2 separate regions of the Dromaius novaehollandiae genome follow, and region 1 is linked to region 2. A link is a contact called in public Hi-C data. All regions are on one chromosome and are shown on one strand. The core of a region is the stretch at or near the end of the contact, and the rest is flanking DNA. Distances in the headings are between cores, read along the strand shown.

Region 1 (5,654 bases), core at 2,614-5,113, 320 kb after region 2:
TGGACAGAAGTGTGTTTGAATGTAATTCACGCAGGAACAAAATACTGAGCCCGAGTTGGACACAGTTAACAACAGATTAGAAATCACTTAACAACAGATCTTGCCCAGTTTCTGGACAAAATCCTGTGGGAATCTAATTACTGAAATGGCTAGTAGTTTTAATATAAGGCAGATGTTCCACAAATAGGCATGTGTAACAAACTTGGAGGCCGTACGGTCTACCTGAGAACACGTGTTTTAAGAGTAAAGAGAGGTGAGGTCTAGTCATGGTGATGCCCTATTTTTGATCGTGGAGAAGCCGTTTTGTCTTTCTGTGTCCTCTGAGTGCTTCTGTCGAATATCCCCTCTTTGGACAGATAGATGCATGGGCAAAGGCTGTCTGTTATTCCAGGAGTTTTGGACAACACACAACTATTGTGATGACCTAGTCTTACCTCCTGAAAAATATACTTCATAGATCTCCATAATTTCTCCACTAACCCTTTCTCTGCTTTTGGCTTTGGAACACATCTTTCTAGCAAACACCCAGCATGTGTCTCCCATACTTCTTGATGGCATAACTGGAGACAGGATTTTACTCTGTATCTTCAATAAGGACATCTCTACCACAGAAACATATGTTGTTCCAGTGTTTAACCATCCTTCCTTAATAATGTAATTAATATTTCTTGTCTGAATCTGTCTAGCTTCACCTGTTGTATCTTGTTGGGCCTTTATCGGTTAGATTAAAGAATGATCTTCTATTGGAAGCCATCTCATCTTTCACATAACTGGTGTTCAAATAGTCTCAATCTTCTTTTTAACAAACTGTGTGTATCAGAACATCTCTAGCTTTTCCTGTAGACCAATGCAGACATCACAACTGGAGTTTAGGGATATATATATTTATGATATTGGCTTAGCAGTTAGACCTTCTCAAGCTGTATATTGTTTAGGCTGTTTGTCTTCTAATCTTGACTGGGATCTTTAGACATCCCATCCTAAAAATAATGAACAACCTAAGTGAATGCCAAAACAGCAGTATTATTATTAATACCCAGTGTTGACACCCTCAGGCTGCATTTGGTAGATGTGGTTGAGTGAAATATTGGCACAGGGCTGAAATATATCAGGGTGAGATATCCCACATTTGTTTAGAGGCAGGGAGAGTACAGCTTGACTTTTTTTAAGTCTGTGTGGTCCATATTATTCATCTTCTCTTTGAGTTGTGTCAAGCTATCCATTTGAGGAGTAATATATCAGATAAGTACAGACTATTTGTTTCTGGCATAGAGTCAGCTCTGTTTTAAAACAGAGCATACAAATTGTTTCCTTGTTGGAAGCCCTGGATCACCTGGCAGTATTATTTATCTTTAAAAAAATACAAGTGGTAAGTGGCCAAGCAATACCTCTGGGCATTTTAATCTTTTAGCTGAGAATGAAGAGTTTTTGAAATCCATGTAAGACACAGGAACGTAGGAGTCTGAGGTAGGCCAGAGTAATCTTCACATGAAGCAAATATGGGCTAAAATACCATGAATGACTTTTACATCATTCCACTTCCTTGTATATAAATCCATTTTCTTTTGCCATCACTTACGGGTAGAAAGAGGACTAGGAGAGGATTCCAAACAGCTGTGCACATCACAGTTCTTGCACTGTCTACTTTGTCTGGTGCAAGTTTTGTTATATATGGAAACATGTTACCAACAGGTTAGAATACGGCCAAAGGCTGGCATAGTTGGTTCAGATGCAGGAAATAACTGAGTTTCTCTGAAGCAAAGCAAACCACAATCCCCACTTTTAAATAGTGAAAGAGTTTTTGTTTGTTTGTTTGTTTGAACTATGAGTCCTAAAATCTACTCTTCCCCTTTTTCCAAATTCTAAGGGATTGAACTATCCTGTATACCTACCCTTACTAAATCCTAGAATCTCAATTGCAATTCACAAAATTATTTAGGGAGATTCTGGAATGATTTACATTGATTTCAGAGCATAAAAGCCTCATCTGTTCAGCTGAGGAATATTTTTGTAGAAGCTAAGTATGTTAATAATCAGAGCTTAAAGAAAGAAAGAAAAAAATATTGAGAGGGAGTAGCTGTGGCTTAACACAAAGATGTAGGCATAGTTGCCCTCTCCAGGAAAACAAAAAAACCCCAATAGTTTGAGATGCTGTATCCTCCTCCTTTTTTCCTCCTTTCCTGTATAAAAAATTATTCACTGTCTTGTACCAATTACAGACGATTTACTCTGCAGAGTCTGGGCCACATTTTCACCAATGCCTTGCACCCTACACTAAGGAAATATATGCAGATGCCCAGCATACAGTAAACTCCAAGCCAGTGTCGCTGGAGTAGGGCAGTTCTTTGTTCTGTGTAGTCTAAGTTAAGCTCTAAATAACCATAATGACTTTTATGTCTAGCCCTCTCTATAATCACTGCGCTGTGTCAGTCTTCCTGCCTGAAGCCAGAGGAAAAAATTGTCATGTTATGTGTATGTCTAGCTGTCTCTTTGTACATCAGTCTGCACACTTATCTCATGACTTTCAAAATCCACTAGCCAGTTTCAAGACAATTTGACAAAGAGATTTGGAAGTCTTGCAGATGCAACGTGCTTAAAAGTTTTGTGAAATTAGGAAGCTGGAGGGCAGATTCAAGTACGACAAATTCTACTTTCAAAGCTTCAGTGTGAAGTTGCAACTTAGGTGTTAGAAAAAAATCACAGAAGACTGTTTCCATACGTACCCCAACTGCAGGAAAACCTTTAACTGGAGCCTGTATATTATGAGATATCAGAGAATCCAATAGGGAATTGCAAATCCAGGGGAACTGAGGTTTCATCAGCCCCATTTAGAAAATGATGACAATTTTCATTTTGATTCTGTTTTGTTTACTTGTTTTCTCATAGACCCCAGATTGAGATGAAACAAATATCTTGCCTGCAAAGGAGTCCATCATTTTGGAAAAGATTCAGAGCATGCCTTTTGCTCATCTAAATCTGTGGAAGGATTTCAGCTTCTTTGCTGAGCAGGTAGTCTTTAGAGGAGTTTGGTTTAGGCTAGGCAGAGGAAATGTTTGCCTAATTAACATGCACCACTGCTTATTATCATCACGTGCTCTCACAGCCTTTTCCAGAGCTGACATAAATCAGCACGACCCTACTAGGGTTCAGTATGCATTTGATGGCGGCACTTGCATCTTTGACCCTTTTCATTCTGACTTCGTGGTTCAAGGATATAAGTTTGCAGATAAACAAGTAGGTGATTTTCAGTCTGTGAAATTAATAGCAAAAGCCTGAGGCAGAGGGTTACAGGTCAAACAAGTCCTCAGAACAATGCAAATTCTGAACGTCGCATCAGCCTGCTCTTCTGTACAGTATTCTGCTTTCCTCCCTGTCTTGTATGTTGTCAGGACAGCAAATATATAATTACAAATAAATAGTTAATGCTGTTATGTGAGTCGTTACGCAAGCCGAGATTTTTTCTCTGTCACAACCACTAAGATGTGGGCTATTTTCAGAAACCCGTGGCTAGAACCAGCTCATGTGTTCTGAATGCCCCACAAAAAAGCTTGATTTTCCATGGTTTATAGCAGTCTTTCTGGGCCACCATATTTCTGGTTATACTAACACACTGAAGACAAGAAAACTAAACTTTGCTTTACAAAGTTTATTGCATATCTACTGGGGAAAATTGGTTATTCTGGAAAGCACCATAATCAGAGATCAAGTGAAATCCCAAGTAGGCTGCGACATTGTCCCGCAGGCCACAGGTGATTCCACAGAGAACTGTATTGGAGACAAAAAAGAAACTGCTTGAAACATGAGCTCTGAAATCCCCCATGTGCTCCATAAAATTGAACCTAGTTGCTCGTAAACTCTTCAAGGTCGGAATACCTGTTTACCACATATACTGCACAGAACAGCGGTTTTCTGTCTAGGCACCACTATGGTGTGTGTGCTCGATAGACACAGTAATGGATATACACACGTGCAAGAAGTTGCTAACATAAACTGGTACTCTAAAATAAGATAACAAATTCTAAGCACAAAGAAGTGTGGAACATTTTGTGGGCTCTCTTACCTAACACATAATATTTTCCCTCTAATTATGTCCTGACAAATGCTTTTCTGCAAAGCTTTCCTTTTTTCTAATCTGCCAGAATCAGAAACCACCATGGACTTCCATAGTCAGCTGTAGTTTTTTGCTCCTCCAGGTCCCTGGGGAGGTGCTTAGGAGCTATGTTGTTAATGCAAGGGTTTAGTCTCTTTCTGTCCAGTCCAGAGGGGGAAAGTACTGGGTTTTCAGAAGTGAGGGCTGAGTGTTTTCCTGTGATTTCAGCCTAGCAGTGGTGTTGCATCTGCTCTTTTTGCCAAAATATCTTTTCCCTGTTTCCTGATAAACCTAGAATAAGAGTGACAGAACTCAGAAAGTCAATGAGGATAAAAGAGTCCCTTGCTTTTTTGCCAGAATAAATGACAGATTAACTCTTGCCATCATTTTATTATTATGAAGAGCACACATTTGTAAAGCAAAGTACTGTCTGACTCCAGGGTTTCATTAATAAGGAAAAGTAAAGCACAGGTTAAAATCACATCTAGGTATAGGAAAAAAGAAGCATTAAAAAATACAGCTACAAGATGATAAAAAGTCCAGAGAAATTCAGGTCAATGTTTTGCAGAAAATGTGCACTCTATCATTTTATGAGTAAGCATTTTTGTGTGTTAAAGTTCTGAAAAAAAATACACTGGGAATCAAAACAGAACCTCGTAATGACTTACGGTAACAGAGCCTTTCCTTGTGCTGCTTTTAAGATGAAGGACTTTAAAGAGCTACTTTCCAAGTCAAATCATTAAAGTCAAAGAGGCTGAAAGCACTAGTGAAATTTAGAGCTAATTCCAAATGGGATCTCCCCCTAAAGTATGGAAAATAAACAAAGTCCACCTGTTACTAGATTAACCAGAAAGTGCAAGCTGCTCATTGTAATCTAATCCAGCTGAATGATAACTCCTCAATCACTCCCTTAGCTGATGTCCCTACTAAGAAATTAAAGATTTTGCTTGTGGCTGCTTGCATTGTATTTAACTGGAGAACGTTAAGTTTAGAAGATGTTTTTAGACTCCCTGCTTGTTGAATGCTAGCCTGTTCACACACCTCTTGCTTTACACAGCACAGCCATGTGTCGTCCTTGGGTAGCATGTTTACCAGACTTGTACAAAAGTGCTCAGAGGCTGAAACATGCTGTTGGGAGACCTGGCTGTCAAACTAGCATTCCTGTTCCTGGATGGAAAGTTCTGCACTAAGTAGCTGGGATGGATGCTATGGATGCACTGAGTTGCCTCTTTTTGCATTGTTTGTCATGAATGAAAAGCCTAACACAAGCAAAAACAACAACAACAAAAAATATATATACACATTTGATTACACTGACTCTCAATGTACTGGATTAAGCATATTTAGGATAAATATGAGTGCTTTTGTGCCTGTACGGGTTGACAAAGCAACAGGCAAAAAAACCTGTGAAAGCTGGAGAATGGATACCATCTAGTGGTACCATCAATAAACTAATGGATTTGGCAGCTGCTGAATTTGTCCGTGGCTGTCTTCCTTTTGGGGTCTTTGTTCTTTACGGGACCTCTTGACCTCATTCAGATTCATCATTCTCTTTCTGCAAAAA
Region 2 (6,021 bases), core at 2,076-4,575:
TGCAAGTCCGTGTAAGTAGAGCACGATTTACACTGGAGAGATCTGCTGTCCAGGTCCCCATGTGCATTCAAGCAGCTGCACGTGGAGACAATTCCACGTCAGCCAGTGAATCTGGGTGCCTCAGTTTCTGGATTTCTATTTCAGGTGCCCGAGCATAACTGGAGAATGTGCAGAAAGAAAATGTCAAGTTCTTTAAGCTGTTTCAGATGGGGCAACCACAACCGTAGACATCGCTAGCCATTTAAAAACCTGTTCCCCTGGGATGAGCTGGAAGCTGAAAGTTGGTTTCTGATTTACCAGTCTGAGTGATGTTTTCTTTGCTAATTTTCCACTTTTAAAGTACCTCACTTTGTAAAGTGGCAAGCTAAGAACATAAGCGTGGCAGGCTTTGTGAGGACAGGAGATCTTTTATTAGTGAGTATTCAGTTATCATATTAATAAAAGAAGACAAAAATACAAAAGTTAACTGGAAAGCATGTTACTAAGGTAGCTCTAAGTTGTTCTGGATATAAATTAGGTTGTCAAGTCTTTGCTTACCAGCTCAGCCATTGATTTGAAATTAAACCAAACAAAATAAAGTCCTGTGATGCTGGCCTGCAAGTATCTCGCAAGGAAACAGCTTGAGATGGAGACAAGAATTTAACTTAATCATATTCAGAAAGCAAAGAAGCAGAAATTACAGCATCTTTGGAGTCACTGAAAGTATTGTGAGTTGCCTTCCTAGAGTCTTAATGGATAAACAGGTTCTAAAAATATGTGAAACCACCACACCTAAACCCTAGCCCATTCCTAGCATTAAAATGTTAAATTAAAATGAAATGTTTTCAAAGGCTTTGAAATGTTTGGTGGCTATTTATATGACGGTAGTGCCTTCAAGCCCAAACAAAATCGAGGCCCCTTTGTCCATGCACAGCTCTTAGCATCTCAGGAGCCAGGGCTGTGCTTTCAGAAATGTTAGTGTACTGCATCTTTTAAAATTGGGCTGCTTGTTGCAAAGCCTTGAGATGGTTTTAGGGTACCATTTTTAGACACTAAGATTTTTAACTCCTTCCCCCATTTCTTTTTTCCCCCCTAAATCTATTTCCTCTTGTGTTAAAGGCCTTTCAGGCCCCTGTTGAGCCTGGCGAGGCAGGACATGCAGCAGCCGTGGGACTGCCTCAGCGTGAGCCCAGATTGGGCTCCCCAAACCGCCATGGCCCAGAGGGCACCTGTGGGAGCCTGGTGTCATCTGGGCAGGTACCTGGGGCCTGTCCATTCCTAAGGTGCCCAGGATGATGGAAAAAATATGGGTTATGCCATTTTTAACTGTGTCTCCTGATGAGCTGCAAGATCTCTGGCTTATTTCTAAAAAGTAAACTCTTGCTATCTCTCCAAGTCCTGTAAACCCTGGCTGAAAATTTTGCATGCTATTGGGAGTATACTGGGCCTGAAACCAAGTTTGGCAAACCCATACAAATAGTGTTTGGAAGATTGTTTTCAGCTCTTGTCCCTCTGTCATTTGTTTGGTGCTTGTGAATAATCCCATTATTACACTTAACTAGCACAACTATGTATGAAATGTGCTTGTTTCTTTGTTTTTTTTGGGGGGGAGGGAGTTGCACATGTGTCTGAATACTGGCTAATTTCAAGCTGTGCACCTAGGCAAGACAGTCCAAGTAGCCACTTGCTGATGGCAGGCGCTCTTTGTTGCTTCTTTGCTTGCATGCCAACATGACATTCAGCAGTGGCCCTTTACGTGGTTGGTTAGCTATATCGGCTCTGAAGGATCGGAAGGGTGACCATAGGTTCTACATTGCCTCACAGTCAACTAATATTGTGCTTTTTAAATCTTTGCAAATCATCTGACTTTTTTCCATGAAGATAACCCTCAAACCACATTCAACAACCAATACATGGGGAAATTTTGTGCTAGTTCCCGATGTTTTGTAAACAATATCAGTAAAATAAATTAACTGATTAGATTCATCTTAGTCACTCCAATATGGGGGCAAAGGTTATTTTACCACAAGTATTTATTTTACTGGTAATGATTCAGCTTGCTAGCTGTTGCCATATGACCAGAACAAATTTGTTCTCATAACTAGAAAACCATTAATAACCATTTTATCATTCAAATGTCTGAAATCTCCCTGCTGTTCTAATGCATGCCTTCAACATGGAGCGTTGCTAGATTGAATGGCCTGTTTGCTTTCTGCTTCCCCTGTGGACCTTTCACTTCCTCTTCAGAAGAGCTAAACAAACTGCTTGACATATGTAACACTGAAATCAAAAACCTAGTATGGAGGGCGAGTAGTTCGCTGAATGTCCTGGAGGGGCTCAGTCATACTCGTAGGATTGATGCTGGCTGTAACCGCCAGGCTGGAGCCATGCATATGCACTTGAGGCTTAAATAACCTGAATCTCACTTAGGCCCTCTTTGGTTATTGCTTTGCATATTCAGGTTGCAAGTAGTGGCAGCTGTGTGCAAGGCTGAGCCTCGCTGCTCCCAGTGCATCGGCCATGTGGGGCAGAGCAGGTCCCGAACCCGGAGCAGGGAAGCCCTTCAGCCATCTGGCTCCAACCCACCCGTGCTCACAGGAGCCGAAGGAGGCCTTACCGTGCTGTGTGTGCCCAGCTGAAGGCCCTGTAAACATCACTGGTGACAAAAACAGCCTGGAGTGACAGTGAGAACCAGGTGCTATTTTCATTTCAAATAGTTCTCCCCCCGCCAAAAAAACACCCTTGAAAGTTGCAGTGATGTAATCAGGAGCAATCCTGAAACAGACAGTGAAAAGTTCTCTTCCCGATGCACGAAAAGTCAATTACTAAATACCTGCTGGGAGACATCATCATAATAGGAACAATTAGGTCATTTGAATAGCCAAATATGCTTTTATGCTATATTTGTTTACCTTGTGGAACGTATCTGAGATATGCATGTAAATGCCAAAGTGTATTTCTTGTTCGGCACAGTGATCCTTCCTCCCCTCAATTACCAGTATGGTTCCTTGTTTGTACCTGTCAAGGACTGCAGAAACCTACAACTGTTGGTTTAAGCAAATATGCAGTTCTTTGCCAACAGGAATATCCTGTTTAGTGGAGCTTTCTAAGGTGCCAGTTATATGCACATAGCTGTATATTGCCACAACAGTCCGTTTGATCAAAAACCTAGGAGGCAGCCTTCTAGTAATCGATCCCTTAAATGCCTCTACTAGAAATGTAACTATTTGTCTAAACACAGGTGCTGATTTTTCTCTGTTAATGTCAGGCGCAGTTATGTGCCAGCAGGTTTGAAAGCCTCTCTCCGTGCAAAGAGCTGAGCGAAGCGTGATCGTGTCCAGATGTAAATTAAGGCAGCCGAGAGCGAGCCCTCCAACAAACCTGACTCTCACTCCAGCTGTAGTTTAGCAGGGAAACAGGCAAACACAGGCACGATCCCAGTCATTATGCTCAGTCCTGTGCCAAAGTGATTTCAGACTAAGCATGCAAAGCAGGTGGGAATAGGGAAGTGATCCTTGTTCCTCTTCTGAATGTAGGAAACTGAAACACAGGGAGGCTCTGGCACTAATTCAGCAAGGTGCTTAAGCCCGTATTTAATTTTTAAGCTCTGAAATGTGTGGGTGGAATCTGGCTCCACCAAGTCAAAGGCAAAACTCACATGAAATAGGATTTTTACCTTCTCTGTACTATGAAAGTGCTTTGGGAGGGAAATAGCTTGCCTAAGGTCACCCTGAGAGTCTGTGGCAGAGCTGGGAATTGACGCCAGGTCTCTGGAGTCGCAAACTAGTGCCTGAACCTGTTTTTAACCAACTGAACACTTCCTCCCAAAACACTGTTGGCCATACTTAGATATCTCAGACATCTCTGAGTGATTCTGAGCCTGACCTTTCTTCTGGCCATTTTTGTAGGGTAAGATGAAAATACAGCTTTTATTCCATCCTCCAAGTTATATATAAAAATGATATAAATAAACCAACCCGACCTGAATGCCAGCACGTGGAGGAGAGCGTTACATATTTGATGTACGTTACAGAGCCTCCAACCTCATGGACTGATGAAGCGCACAGCTAAAAGCCAAGAACTGCTGCATGCACGTTGATTTAGGCAGGCAGCCTTTTGCTGTGCTGAGCTGAGTGCTCTCCTTCGGTTTTTACAGCAGAAAGGGACCACTGAGCTGGGCAGAGCCATCCAGCCCGCCCCGCGCAGACCTCAGGGAGCCGTCCCCGGAGACCCCCGCACCGCGGCACTGGGGGCTGGCGTAGGCTCACTCATCTCCGAGAGGGCCACGTTTCGCCTCCGGGGCACACATCAAAAACTAGCAGGCTGCTTAAAATGCCCTGAGGCCAATGTCAGCCCGAGCGCTGTTTCCGAGGTGTTGCCTCTGGTCGTCCTCAGGCGTCTCCCAGTCCGTTTTCGTGCCGGTGTAAGGGGTCGAGCTGCCGGTGCTCCGCTCGGTGCGCGGGGCGGTCGGCGCCGGAGGGAGGTGCGCAGGGCTGAGCTCCTCGGGAGCTGCAGGCCTCACGGGGGCACTCGAAAACAATTAATCATGGGCTTGACGAGCCGCTCCGATCCTCTTGGACTGCCGAGGCCTCGCAGTCTAGCTCTTACCTGCGCTGCCCGATTCTCATTTACGTTCTGTTTGTTTTGCCTTACTCCTTCAGTGAAAAGAGACTTTTAGGGTGAAGTCTGCACCTGCTCTAAAACCCACTTACTTACACTGCTGGAATATCTCAACATTTCTAAGCCTGACAGATGTGAATGCAAAGTGTTGTCTAGTCTGCTAAGGCTTGCTAAAAAGCTTTCATCCAGCCTCCAAGAACAAGCAAGTGGTACCTCATATTAATACCTTCTTTCATGTTCTACCAGCAAAACTTCATGTTGTTTTCCTTATACAGAACACTAGCATTAAAAGGAAAGAAAAGATTTTCCAAACAGCTGGAAACATGATCATTCTCAGCATTCAATTAGTGGTTATTCACTCCTGAAAAAAGCAGCATACAGGTTTTCTCACCTAGGAGAAGGGCAGTAACTCTTTCTTGCTTGTTGCTCCGACTCCAGCTGGGCCAAATTCTGCTCATGTGAGTTCTGTCATGGTTTCTGCATTCAGCAACCATGGACAGCTGTGTCTCTGTAGGGCCTGATTCAGCCAGGTAATGAAACATGTGAGCAGCCCCCGAGGCATGATGAACAAACCCTGGGTAACATACGTGCTTGCCAAAACCAGAACACAAGGAAGAACACAAACACAGCTGAAGGTTTTCATGAGTGACTAATGATTCTGGACGTCTTACTGACTGAAGATGCTATGAAGTATGTGCAGTATGTGCAGTTATAAGGGTGCTGATTACTTTGCCTCTGAAAGTCCAAGCCTCTTTATGAGACTATTCAGGCATTAAAGCAGGGCAGTTATGATTTATTTCTGAAATGCAAGCAACATGCTGCTCTCAAAAAGGAAAGGGCTGGATTCACTTCCTCTGACAGGGGCATGTAACGTGTTCATTTTGGCATTGGTTGGCACTGGCATGGGGCGCAGAGCATTGAACTTCCTCTAGGCTTTCTACCGAAGTGGTGTCCCAGAGGCTGGTAACCCATCAGCCCCGTGGATGAACTTCACTGCTGGAGGGAGGCAATTGCTGAAATGACAGCTCTTATTTCCAGGCGTGATTTCCTGTTCATCTGAGTACGAACGAGGATGCTGTGGTGCTGCCTTGGCAGACACCATTGCACTGGTAGCCCACCGGTATCGGGGGCATCGGCAGGACTGTCCGCCTTGGCTGTGCACAGCACACTGGTCTCTGCGCTTGTGTATTTACAACAGAGCAAAGTTTCCCTCACTCAGTGCTGGGGGAGGCTGCCCAGAGAGGTCTATGGGCCATGCACTTTCTTCTCTGGGTTTCACACAAGCTGCCCTAAAACCAAGCTATCTTGTTAAAAATAGTCTTGTAGGGACCCTGTACTTCCTCATTTGGGGTTAGTGCATGTGCATGCATACGTACGTGTTAGCACCCTTTCAGCCTGCTGCTGATTACGCTGGCTGTGTTC

What was found. Hi-C and Micro-C count contacts between places; a contact is called where the count stands out from the background.
Region 1: a contact with region 2 is called in a Hi-C map of brain, with 14 times the contacts expected there. The contact joins two enhancer-like sites. A contact is called at or near these places in 2 of 4 Hi-C or Micro-C datasets (brain and liver).

Annotation. Positions count from the first base shown.
Region 1 is chrZ:12,770,113-12,775,766 of bDroNov1.hap1, forward strand. No RefSeq gene overlaps it. Among named protein-coding and RNA genes, the nearest start is that of KLF4, 300 kb to the left of the region's middle. Within about 2 kb of position 3,864, at least 1 of the 2 cell types and tissues checked has open chromatin away from gene starts, as enhancers often do.
Region 2 is chrZ:12,452,851-12,458,871 of bDroNov1.hap1, forward strand. No RefSeq gene overlaps it. Among named protein-coding and RNA genes, the nearest start is that of KLF4, 16 kb to the right of the region's middle. Within about 2 kb of position 3,326, at least 2 of the 2 cell types and tissues checked have open chromatin away from gene starts, as enhancers often do.